2 separate regions of the Mus musculus genome follow, and region 1 is linked to region 2. A link is a contact called in public HiChIP or PLAC-seq data. All regions are on one chromosome and are shown on one strand. The core of a region is the stretch at or near the end of the contact, and the rest is flanking DNA. Distances in the headings are between cores, read along the strand shown. Region 1 overlaps Adap1 (ArfGAP with dual PH domains 1). Region 2 overlaps Fam20c (family with sequence similarity 20, member C).

Region 1 (6,498 bases), core at 3,428-5,927, 540 kb before region 2:
TGGCTTGGAACTCACTGTGTAGCTAAGGGTGATCTTGAACTTCTCGCCCTCCTGCCTGCACCTCCCTCCCGCGTGCTGGGATTACAGGCGTGCACCAGCATCCTTGTTTTATGCAGTGCTGGGAATGAAACCAATGGCACCGTGCGTGTTAAGCAAGCTCTCCACCACGAGCTATGGATTCAGGCCTTCCTTTTTTTTTGCTGTTGTTTTTTGGTTTTTGTTTTTGTCGAGACAGGGTTTCTCTGTGTAGTCCTGGCTGTCCTGGAACTCACTTTGTTTTTTTTTCCCCCTTTGGTTTTTCGAGACAGGGTTTCTCTGTGTAGCCCTGGCTGTCCTGGAACTCACTTTAGTAGACCAGGCTGGCCTCGAACTCAGAAATCCCCCTGCCTCTGCCTCCCAAGTGCTGGGATTAAAGGCTTTCGCCACCACCGCCTGGCTACAAGCCTGCTTTTTAAGACAGGATCTCACTAAGAACCCTGGCTGGCTGGAGCTTGCCTTGATTCCTCTTTAATCTTCTGAGTGCTGGTATATCAGGCCTGCGCCACCACCATGCACAGCTATTTAAGATGGTCTTTGAAGGGTTCTCCCATAAAGCACTAATTCATGGTTCTGGGAGCACCCTACCTATAGGGAGGACCATAGAGGTGCTCCCAGGGGGTACTGGCTCAAGTGTTGTCACGGTTGCAGAGGATTCCGGGGGCTTGAACTTGGGACCAGGAAATGATGCTCACAAGGAGGGCACAGATTAGAAGAAGAGAGATGGATGGTGCACAAACTGACCCAGATTCCGTCCCTTCTGTGTGGTTTGTAGCTGCTGTCAGAGGCCGATAACCCTTGAGAAATACTTGAGAAGTTGAGGATCACAAATTCAACCCTAAGCAGCAAGGCTACAGACCAAGCTCGTGGCTAACCTAAACAACTCAGTGAGACTGTCTCCAAATAAGTAGAAAAGAGGGCTGGATTTTAGCCATGAGTTCTACTCTGTACTCAGGAGTCTGTGAGCCGGAGAAGCCAGAAGGCCAGTGTATATGTGCTGGTGCTTGCTCTAACAGCCACTGCGGGACTTGGCTTTATCTGCAGCAGTGGGAACCATGAAGCACAGCGGCCAGGAAGGGTCCCAGCTTTGACTATGTAGAGGGTCAACCGCTGATGTTGCAGACCAGAGGCATCCAAGAAACCAGGTGTGGTGGGCATAGGTCTGCATCCTGGCACTCAGGATGCTGTGAGGCAGAAGGATTGCTCTGGATTTGAGGCCAGCGTGAGTTACAAAGTGAGACCTTGTCTCAAAACTAAAACCGGCTGGGCGTAGTGGCGCAGGCCTTTAATCTCAGCAGTTGGAAGGCAGAAACGGGTGGATCCCTGTGAGTTCGAGGCCAGCCTCGTCTACAGAATGACTTCCAGGACAGCTGGAGCTACAAAGTGAGATCTTATCTTGAAAATGAATAAAATAATTAAGTAAATAAATATCGCCCCACCACCACCAATAAATAATCTGAGAGTAGCTGGGCTGGATGGTATTGGAGGGCAGAGCTGCCACTCAGAACGTGGGCGGGTGTTGGGATGCGTGGGTGGGGTTGCGCGTGCCTCTCAGGAGAGGCAGAACTGGGGCGCACCAGCATGTAGATGCTTCTTTCTCCTTTTTAAAAACCCTCCCAGCACAATTCGCATGTGGTAAAATTAACCGACTCCATGAAGACACAGTGGTGTCTAAAACCCAGTCTCTTACGGCGCCATCACTTCTAGCTGGTTCTTAAAATAGGTTTCGAGCCCAGTCGAGCACAGAGCAGGGAGCCTGAGCCCCTGTGGCAGTGGGGACCCAGAGAAGAGGAGTGTCAGGGTAGAGACTACGGAGCATGGTGTCTTCATCTGAATAGGAGGGGAGGCACAAGGGCGAGGGGGCGGGGAGTTCCACTCGCCCTGCCTAGAAGAGAGTCAGAGCCTCCAGCATCTAGGGCCCAGGAACTGACTGAGTGCAAACTCCATAGGAAGCACACACAGCCTCATTGTGGGAATCGGCAGCATCCATCGAAGCTCCCGATGCTCTCACTCCAGTGGGGTAGGAGAGAGAACCCTAGAGGTAGGTCAGGAAAAGGGACCCCCATGCAGGTGGATTGCTGGGGGCAGCTATGTATATGTGCCACTCCGGACACCCTTGTATTCTATTTCTTTTGAAGGCCTCCTACCCTCCAGCTTGAAGCTGCCCACCTGCCTTTACTCTGGGTAGCAAACAGGCTATCTGGCCACGAGCCTGACCTTTGGAAGAGCAAAGGTCTCTAAAAGCTGAGCCACAGGGCTGCCAGAGTCACATTCCACTGATAGGGTCCACTGCTCCGCTCCTCCCCATGCCTAGGCCTTGACCAAGGGGGACACACCTGCCCCACCTGGCTCAGCCCCAGAACACGCCTGACCTGCTCAGCTGCTCCCGGAAGCACCCAGGGACTGAGTCACCTTGGAAGGACCAGGAGAGGCAGGGCAGGGGGAAGGAGGGGGCGTGGCCTTGGGCAGTCAGAGTGGTTGACCCAGCAGAAGTGAGGACTGGGCAACCAGGGTGTTGAACCAGGGTGTTGGTGGGTGCTGGGGACTCAGCCTCGCATCTGTGATCTCTGATCTGTGATCTCTGGCTTACCATTCCATAGCCCAGGCCACTTTTATGGCCTGTCTTGAGATAGCATGGGCCCTAGAACAGTTTCCAAGTTAATGGGCAGAGAATTCTGGGATCCTGGGCAGCTAAGGTGTGGCCCAGGTAGCAGCAATGAGTCTCAGTAAGTGTGGGGAAAGTACATTGAAATGGAGCCAGGACCTCTGTGGGGTATGAGGGAGGCCTGACCAGTTCTCCTGGTACCTAGCCAGTGGTCTGTGTTCAGGTTTTGTGTTTGTTTGTTTTAAGATTTATTTATTTTATTTATATGAGTACACTGTAGATGTCTTTAGACACGCCAGAAGAGGGCATCAGATCTCATTACAGATGGTTGTGAACCACCATGTGGTTGCTGGGAATTGAACTCAGGACCTCTGAAAGAGCAGTCAGTGCTCTTAACCGCTGAGCCATCTCTGCAGCCCCTGTGTGTGGATTTTAACTTGACCCCTTTACTCTGTGGCACCCATCCAGGATCTTGGAGCCTTTTGTTCTGGTGGGCACGGAGATGTCAGACAGTGAGTAACTAAGGCACAAGGTAGTTGAGACATGGTTAGTCCTGAGTTGACCTGGTAAACACAGTCAGTTGTCCAGGAGCCACCCCATGGTGCTGCTGCCTTCAGAGCTGGTCTGGGTGCTATCTGGCTGGAATCTACTTCTGTATTGGACACTTCCAGGGCTGTGCTGCCCAGGGTCACACACACAATGGTGTCAGGACCGTTTTAAATCATAGCCTCGGGCTGGGGAGATGGCTTGATGGATAAGAATGCTTGCTGCTTAAGCATGAGGATCTATCTGGGTTCAAATCCCCAACACCCATGTAGGAAGCCGAGCATGGATCTGTGTACTTGTAACCCTAGTTGGTGTGTGTGAAGGGGGGGGGGGGCAGAAACAGGAGGAACGCTGGGGTTTGTTGGCCACCAGTGTTAGCTCTAGTTTTAGTAAGAGACTCTATCTTCAGGGATTAAGGTAGAGAGCAATCTAGCAGGACCTTCAATGTCCTCCTCTGGCCTCTGTACAAGTACACACACACACACACACACACACACACTCATATACCAAAGCACACATAGACACACATATACCATACACAGATACACATACCATAGACACAAACACACACACATACACACATACCATACACACACACACTCATATACCAAAGCACACATAGACACACATATACCATGCACAGATACACATACCATAGACACACACACACTACATATACATCACACACAGACTCACACACATACACTACACACACCCCACACATAGACACACATATGCTATGCACACACACACATACACATATACCACACACACAGACATAGAGAGACACCATCAGATATAGAGAGACACACATGCAGACAGACAGACAGACAGACAGACACACACACACCAGGTGAAATCTCACCATTAGGGAGGCAAGATCATTGTGAGTTGAAGTCCAGCTTGGGCTACATAGTGGGACCCCGTCTCAAAACTAACAACACACCAGGCGGTGGTGGCACACACCTTTAATCCCAGCACTTGGGAGGCAGAGGCAGGCAGATTTCTGAGTTCGAGGCCAGCCTGGTCTACAGTGAGTTCCAGGACAGCCAGGGCTATACAGAGAAATCCTATCACGGAAAAACCAAAAACCAATCAACCAACCAAACAAACAAACAAAAAAACCTAACAACACAATTAGAGTTTCAGTTGGAAAGCTTCCAAGGCTGGGACAAGGCCCTGTGGTGACTTTGTAGAGCCAGGGCCTGCCAGCTGGGAAAGTGCTTCAGACTTTCACAGCAGTTTATAAGGCAAAGCGTGGCTGGCACAGAGCTTTGGGCAGGCCAACGGTGTGCTGGAGGCAGGAAACCACCTTACTGACCTCGCTGGCCACTTTACCTACCAGGTTTCCCTTGGGTGGAATCTCTGCAAGTCCTACAGTACGAGGTCTCTGCTGAGGGGATTTCAGAATGGGGTAAGGCGGGAGGCCACACCTGCTGCCCTGGGCTTGGCCGAGCTCTGTCCTTGGCTGCTGCTGCGCCCCGCACCTCCTAACCAGTACCACCCATTTCCACAGCTAGAGCTCAGATTCTTCCTCCAGGAAGGCCTCCTGGCTTCCTGCCCACGCTTGCCTCCCATGGCTGGCTCCTGGCCACACCACAGCTACCCGTCTGTGACCTCTCCTTAGTGTAAATAAATGTAGTTTTCTGGGATTGAGGCCTGTCTGGGCTTAGGCTTCCTCAGCAGGGACCCCAAGTATGACTCTAAGCCCTGACACCACGTGACATTGGGAAACAACTCTTCCTTCTACCTTCTCCCACTTCCCACCAGAGAGACAGCAGGTCAGGATGGTTATTACTGCCACCTGTGGGGACTAGAGGGAGACTGGTGTTTTTGTACTGGGCTGGGCCCTGTCTGGCAGAGGTGTAGGGCTTGCCTGAGGGGAAGGTAGACAGTGGACAAGGCGAGGCTGGAGTCCAATCCTGGGCCTTGTCACCTTCCATTCTAAGCCTGGGGTTCCAGGTACACCAGGGGGTCCTGGCTAGACTCTTCAAGGTGACAAGAATTCAGAGGTTTGGGGTCACCCATCTCTCTGCCATCAGCTCTTGTCAGAACTGAAACAAGAGTTTCTGGCCTTTTGACCAGGTGCTGGTGGCCTTTATAGGCCCCTGTGAGGTCATGACTGCGAGAAAATGTTCCCAGGTAACCAGGCCAAAGGACTCAGTTAGGGATTACTTCTACCTCAGGGTCTCAGTCCTCTTTCCCCCGTTCCTATAGGACCAGCCGCAGGTACCAGGAAGGTGACCCCAGGGCAGAGTTGGGTCCTGGAAGACGTTTTACTGGTATTCAAGTCCCAGATCTACCATAGAGTGACCCCAGGCAGGTGTCTGACCCTGAGTTATCTTTGCTTTATTCCATAAACTGAACCACAAGCAGGATTTCACTTTAAAGGGGTATGATGGGTCTGGGGAGAAGGTTCAGTTGGTGAAGGTCTTGCTGGGCAGGCAGGAGGGCCTGACTTCAGATCCCAGAACCCAAGTAAAATAGCAGGTGTGGGTCTCTGAGTCTTGCTGGCCAGCTAGCTGGATTGGTGGACTCCATATTCAGTGAGAGACACTGTCAATATGGTGGAATAATTGAGAAAGACAGCTGGCATCAGCTTTTGGCCTCTACATGCACAAACATGTGCACAGGCATGTACTGTACACACAGGCACAAACATGTACACGGGTATATACCATACACACATCTACACACATGCATGCACATGAGTGCACGTGGAGGTCACATGGAGATGGAGTGAGGTGTGCTTCAGTGTTGGACTCCAGTGAATATCTATCATATGTGGTGGAGGAAGGGCTGAGGAAGAGGGTGTTGGCTTTATCTAAAAGACTTGCGGATGCTGTATCGGAGCAGCCTGGGTCTCCAGGCAAGCGGCGGTCACATGACCTACCGGTCACACCAGTAGCACTTCTTCCAAGAAAGCCTGTGCTGTGACTTGACCCCAGGGCCAGCATCTGGACAAGCTGGCTGCCCTGGGCTGGTGGTGAGAAATGAGGGAGGCTATGTGTTCCGGCAGCTCCCATGGGGGGCCCTTGCTGAGACGGAACACACTGGAGTGAATCTGTCCTGTCCAGCTGGAGGAAGTGACTACGGTCACAGTTCAGCTGCCGATCATTTTTATGATCTTAGGACACCCTCAGGGGCTGGGGAGATGACTCATTTAATTAAGCCCATGAGGTGCAAACATTTGGACCTGATTTGGGTCCCCAGAACCCATATTAAAAAAAAAAACAAAAAAACAGGAGTGAGCCAGGCGATGGTGGAGCATGACTTCAATCCCAGCACTCAGGAGGCAGAGGCAGGTGGAT
Region 2 (6,358 bases), core at 1,150-3,649:
GAACTCAGGAGATAGCAGCTGTTAGAGTTGCTAGGCAGGCTACAAGCTCAGGGTACCTGCAGGCTGGCTCTGTGCCCAGGCTCAGCTGAGGATGGGTTCTCTGTGGGGGGTGGCTCCCCGCACTCCTGCTGTGTCCTGGATCTTCTGCTGCCCCGATGTCTAGGCTGGCTCTGCCAGAGTTATTGCTTGCTTGTTTTTCAAAATTAATATGGATCGTGTTCCTGTGACTACAAACCTAATCCTCAGATCTGGAAATGACTCAACGGTCTACACCTGAGCCATTGTGGTGCTCTCCAAGGCAGGAAGGTCACAGACGGTGCTCCAAAGAAAGCAACAGAGAAACTCCCTCGACACCAACAGCCCCTTCTGCAAAGTTACTGCAAGGATATGTCCACCCCCAACATCATTTGCTCCACAAGTCCAGGTCCCAGCTGCTACAGTGGAGTTAGTTACTATTTTGGCCCTGGACCACAGAAATGTTCATATGCTCACCCACATGTATGTACATGTAGCCTACAAACACACATGCACTAGACAGGAACAATGCAATAACCCACATATAGAAGCATACATAATAAACACCCATACACACAAGCACACACATGTAATAAATATGAGCGCCTACAATAGATACCCCCACAAAGAAGCATACATAGACAATGCACATGAACCTATATATGTAATACATACCTGTACATATAAGAATACACATATAATACATACCTACACATGTGCAAAATATACTCATATAAGAACACGTGCATGAAATATGCAAACACATGAATGTACATGGAATACATACTTATGTATACAACCACATATACATATATATGTACACATAGCTGTATACTCTCACCCAGCATGTTCCATGCATAATGTGTACTTTCTTCACATTGGGTGCCCCCCACGTCCCAGGTACACTGAGCCTCTCCACTCTGCATTGCTCAGACCTGAACCCTGGGTCTCCAAGCCCTCAGCAAATACCAGTGGCAACCCACTCAATATTACCCCAAGCCCTTAGGGGCTTTCCCCATTAGACATCTGCTTCCTGCAACAGTGCCTGGGAAATCAGACCACAGGCTTCAATGAGAGGCTTGAGGAATCAGACAGAGTCTCTCAAGATGTCCAGAGGTGCTGCTGGGCTGCTGTAAACCTGGTTCCCTCCATCTTCACGCCAGTGCCCTGGTGAGGCCCACCCCATCACTCATAGCATGTTCTCATTCCCTGGTCCCTACCAATTGCCATGTTCTTGGTCTCATTCTTGACCCTATGTCTGTAGCCTTGCCTCTGATGTCATCAGGGGCCACCTCTTGTTCTTGCTGCTTAGTGTATTGCAGGGAGCAGTAGATAAAAGAGTGCCATAGCCCATGTTCTCATCAGATGCCATTCAGAAAGTGACTTAGGCAGCTTTCAAAGTCTCATGTGAAGTCACAGGTTGTGCCTGTGGTCTGTGGCCAATCTCTACCTTCAATCCTAGTTTGAGGTGCTCTCTTCAAAATCTGTGCCTGCTCATGACCCGGCTGCTCCAGATCCTCATGAACACTGCCTTCTAGACCAGTGGTTCTCAACCTGTGCCTATCCTTGGCTGTTCTTTGGGGTTGAATGACCCTTTCACAGTAGTTGCATATCAGATATCCTGCAAGCCAGAAGTTTATTTACACTGTAATTCATAACCGTAGAGAAATTACAACCATGAAGTAGCAATGAGATAACTTAATGGTTGAGGGTTCACCACAACACAAGGAGTTGTGTACAAGGGCCACAGTGTCAGGAAGGCTGAGAACCACCATTCTAGACTAGCCAGAGTGGCTGGCTACAAAGCGGCTCTGCACATATGGTACATAGAGCTGGTGGTAGGGTTACCCTGCCTGTCCCTAGACCCTCCAGAGTTCTATGTTCCACTGCCTGAATGTGCTCCCCTTACAATGAGGTCTACTCCCCTCTAAACTGCCTCTGCACGGTTCTGTGTTGATGGTCTCATGGGACAGGAAGTATGTCTTCCTCATGATGGCTCAGCTGAGAAAGCTGAACCATACCAAACAGGGAGCCTTCCCTGATGACTCTGTCAGACAAGTCCATCTCCCAGAGGCCAGATCTCTTGAGCATGGTGAGTCACAGGGCAACCCAGATAATATGAAGGGGTTCAGGCTGCCCCTTGATGAGTGACTGAAGGTTTAAGCTCTGACCTTTAGTCCCTATTCAAGAGCACATGGAAGCATCAGAAAGCTAGGAGGCCAGGCCTTAAAACAGCCAAGGATGGGCACAGGCTGGGAGGCCAGTGTAAGCTGACAGTACATACAAAAGGGTCCTTGTCTACTTCTGGCCAGGCCCAGGCCTCTGTTGGCTCCACACCCGTGACCAGGATTGGGCAATCTGTTTGCTTTGGGGGCCTGGAGAAGGCACAGAGCAGCCAAAGTATGAGCTGTTCACCAGCAGGCCAGCTGATCCTTAGAAATCTCTAACCCTGTTCACTGGGCTTCAAACCTGAGTGTTGCTGAGCCTTGCCATGGCCACCCCTGTGTGATGTTCTGTTTGACTTGTCAGACTGCATTAAGGTCCCTTGCCTACCCCAGGAATACACAGAGGTTCCCTGCCCACCGCAGGAACACACTGAGGTCTCCTGCCCTCCCCAGGAACACACTGAGGCCTTCTGTCCACCCCAGGAACACACAGAGGTTCCCTGCCCACCCCAGGAACACACGAGATTCCCTGCCCACTCCAGGAACATGTTCATATGTCCCTTCCTGACTTTAGAACTTCTCTGACATCTCCTCCTCAGTCCAGGACCACACTAGGCCTCCTTCCAGGGTGGGCCCAGCATCTGAAACTCTCTTATTTCCCTCCCAGTTTTCTCTCTCCGTCCTAATGTTGAACAGGGCCCTGCCCTTTTTGGAGTAGATGGCTAACCCCCAGCATGAGATCTCTGCCTCAAATGTTTCTACTGTCTCAGATACCTTTTTAATCCCCAGATTTAAGTGTGCCACAAATGTGTCTGGTGCCCATGGAGATGAGAAGAGGGCATCAGATAATCTGAGGCTAGAGTTACAGATGTTATGAGCTGCATGTGGGTGCTGAGGGCTGGGTAAGAGCAACCAGTTCTCTCAGTTGCTGAGCCATCTCTCCAGCCCTGTTTCAGGCACTCTGCATTTTCCTTCCTTCGCGCATAACATCTGCTTTTGGGGCCAAACTTGAGTTTCTGTGAAATGAATAATGTCTCCATCCCACCCTTCCTTCTTCACCTTCTGCCAGCTCTTCCCCAACGCCTTCTTACTGGTGACCAGGCTTCCTGTCACCAAGCAAAGGAACACAAAGAGAAAAGGGGCCTGTAGTGTGCCGGGCTATCAGGACAGACTCTTACCTCAAAGGGTTCTGAGCAAGACATCCCTGGATCTAGGCTGGGCCAGATGAGCTGTAGGTATCACTCTGTTACCTGCCACCTCCTACCTCCTGACCAGCCAAGGCCAAGGCCACAATCTGCACAGAAAGCATTCGAGGACACCCACAATCCTCGGATGTCTATCATGAGGACTAACTAGACTCAGTCTGGGGTATAAGGTTCCTACTGTGACCTCAGTGGACAGTGAGTCATACAAGTGTGTCAAAGGGCCACAGTGCTTGGTTCAGTGTAGACTACTGAGATCACCAGCATACTGTACAACACTACGGAAAGCCCCAGAGGCACTGGACATGGTGGCATTCGCCGACAGTCTTAGCTCAGCACTCAAGAGCCTGATGCAGGAGGATTACTGCATATTGAAGGCCAACCTGAGCTAAAGAGTGAGTTCCAGACCAGCCTGGACTAGAGTGGTTATGTCTTTTCACCACACAATATCTGGCTCCAGGCTCAGGCAGCCTTTCTTCTAAGCGGTAGTGCCCCAAGGGCCTGGCACCTAAGCCAGGAATCCTGGCTTCATCCCTGGCCTGTGGCCTGGGCCTTGTTTACTCTCACCTGTTCAAGCTTTGTTCTTCTCCGTGAAGAAAAGTCCGTCACAAAAAAAAAATAATACACATATGTGATCTCCAGGAAGATTAAAGAACATGATGTGTGCTCAAGAGGTGGCATTTACATACAGCCATCCAGCTGCCCACAGACACCCAGACCACCCACCAAGCTGCAGAACCTAACCTTGTCACACAGCCAACTGTCCCAGACACAAAATCACCCAGCTACAATACTGCCCACAGTCACACAGCCACCTATGGGCATCCAAGCTATTTCTAAGTACTCAATCGCCCAGACAGGCAACCACCCACAGCTACTAACTGCATAGTAACTTGACTGTCCAGGATATTCTAAGTCAGATCTCCTTCCTCATGTGAGGCCCACTTAGGGTAGCCCTTCCCCACACTATTGATGGCACCTCAGTCCCAGCCCACAGGTATGGAAAGATCTGAAAGGTAGTGGGTCCTCAAATGTCATCAGCCACAAGGCCAGAAGTGTTCTCTTCACTTGCTCCTATGTCCCATCACTGTGCCCAGTGAAAGGTCCCCACCCCCCCCCCAACCCCTCTGGCTAGTCTTTGTCAACTTAACACAACATTGGAAAAGGGAACCTTAGTTGAGGAATTGCGTCCATAAGACTGGTCTTTGGTATGTCTATGAGGCATTAATTACTGATGTGAGAGGGCACAGGTCCTGTGGGTAGTGTCACCCTTGGCCAGGTGGTCCTGGGTTGTATAAAAAAAGCAAGCCGAGCCATCCATGGGTGTCAAGCCAGTGAGCAGTGTTCCTTCACGGTTTCTGCATTTTACATCCTGCTTCTAGGTTCCTCCTTATAGCTCCTGCCTTGACTTCTCTCAATGATGGCCTATAAGCCACAGACACCCTCTATTCTCTTAGTTGCTCTGGGTCAGTGTGTTGTTTTTCTTTTAATCACAGCTACAAAGCATCAGACTACCACAGTTTCCTAGGCAGCCTCCTCCATCACACTGCCCAGCCTGCTTCCTTTCCTCACTCTTTCATCCCCGTGCCCCACAGCATCCTTTCCATCTCCCCAGCTCCTCCATTCTGTACCAAAGCAGGAACTGTGTGCCCTCAACCCAGAACACTGATCCGAGCCAGGAGCAAGTGTCCGTCCGAATCCTAAACGCCCTCAGGTCACTAACCTCGCTCAGTGCTTATGTCTGTGATCCGAGCCAGGAGCAAGTGTCCGTCCGAATCCTAAACGCCCTCAGGTCACTAACCTCGCTCAGTGCTTATGTCTGTGCTCAGACCCCAGATGTCTCCCCCTGGATCCCACAGGAAGGTGTGACCTCTGTGGCCAAGGGTGACACCACCTGTGCCCTCTCACATCAGTAATTAATGCCTCACAGACATACCAAAGACCAGCTTCAGCATCCAGCCCTGAACTCTTGCTAAGTAGCTGTAGGGAAGGAGCTGAAGTCCCGGGTGGACATCTGTGTCTAGTACCTGCTGCCTATGCTTCAGACAGAGCGGCTGGAACCTTGTAGGGACTCAATCCTGACGGTGTCAGACAACCTCTTGTGTGCAGGGCTCCTTCTGTGGCCAGGACATATCTGACCTTCACACTCATCATGACCTCCCTGAAGGATGCTTTCAGCTGAGTGTTCTTGCAAGGCTGTCCTTCTTTCCAGCCCTGACTCTCTTCAGGGAAGCCTGCTGGTCCATCTGTCTGTGCCACAGGAGTTCTTCCTTCCATACATTCTGTGCACGACTACATAAGCAGCAGTCAGAGCTGCCCTGGGGGGCTGGGCGCACACTGCCTCATCCCCTCTCAAGCGCACAAGTGACATGACCCTCGCTCAGGGTTCACAGCCCTGTGGCTTTCTCACGAGCCTGGGCCTTGAATCACCTCTGTGCCAGGCCCAACCCAGGAGCTTTGGAAGTACCTGCTGCTGCTAGATGAGTATTTCAGCCACGAGACAGTCCCACTGCATCATGGGGCAGCCTCAGGCATGCCCGGAAGGTTCTTTTCCAAGAAACAACTTGATGTTTGTATTGTTGAGGCCTGCACTGACCCCACCCTGCTGAGCTCCGCTCTTGCAAGAAGCCTCTGGAGAATCATCCCAGGGCATATCCTAGGCTAACTCCCAAAGGTAGACTTGGGATGAGCTCTCTGGCCTCATCTTGCAAGTCTTTGTGGGCAGAGGATAAACTGAATTCCAGTGAGGCCTCATGGTTTCCCTAACAGAGACAAACATTTTTTTTTTATATTAAAGTTTAAATAGTCCACCAAAAGCACAAATAACAGATGGAATAAAATATACACTTTAAAAGCTCATATCCTATACCTCATTAGATACCGTCTATGTAAAAAGAGTCATTTAACCCTCTGATAACAGAGACAAATAACCAGCCAACTGTGGCAACTCCAGAGAAGATACACACATACAACACA

Evidence for each region. HiChIP or PLAC-seq counts read pairs in DNA pulled down with a chosen protein or histone mark.
Region 1: a contact with region 2 is called in a FOXA1 HiChIP or PLAC-seq map of pancreatic cancer cells. The contact joins two enhancer-like sites.

Annotation. Positions count from the first base shown.
Region 1 is chr5:139,313,385-139,319,882 of GRCm38.p6, reverse strand. All of the region lies in intron 1 of Adap1 (ArfGAP with dual PH domains 1), which reads left to right. Among named protein-coding and RNA genes, the nearest start is that of Adap1, 8.8 kb to the left of the region's middle. Within about 2 kb of position 4,677, at least 15 of the 459 cell types and tissues checked have an H3K27ac peak or open chromatin away from gene starts, as enhancers often do. A contact at or near this core is called in pancreatic cancer cells, where this site is marked.
Region 2 is chr5:138,772,527-138,778,884 of GRCm38.p6, reverse strand. The region is part of intron 3 of Fam20c (family with sequence similarity 20, member C); the gene reads right to left. Among named protein-coding and RNA genes, the nearest start is that of Fam20c, 21 kb to the right of the region's middle. Within about 2 kb of position 2,399, at least 89 of the 459 cell types and tissues checked have an H3K27ac peak or open chromatin away from gene starts, as enhancers often do. A contact at or near this core is called in pancreatic cancer cells, where this site is marked.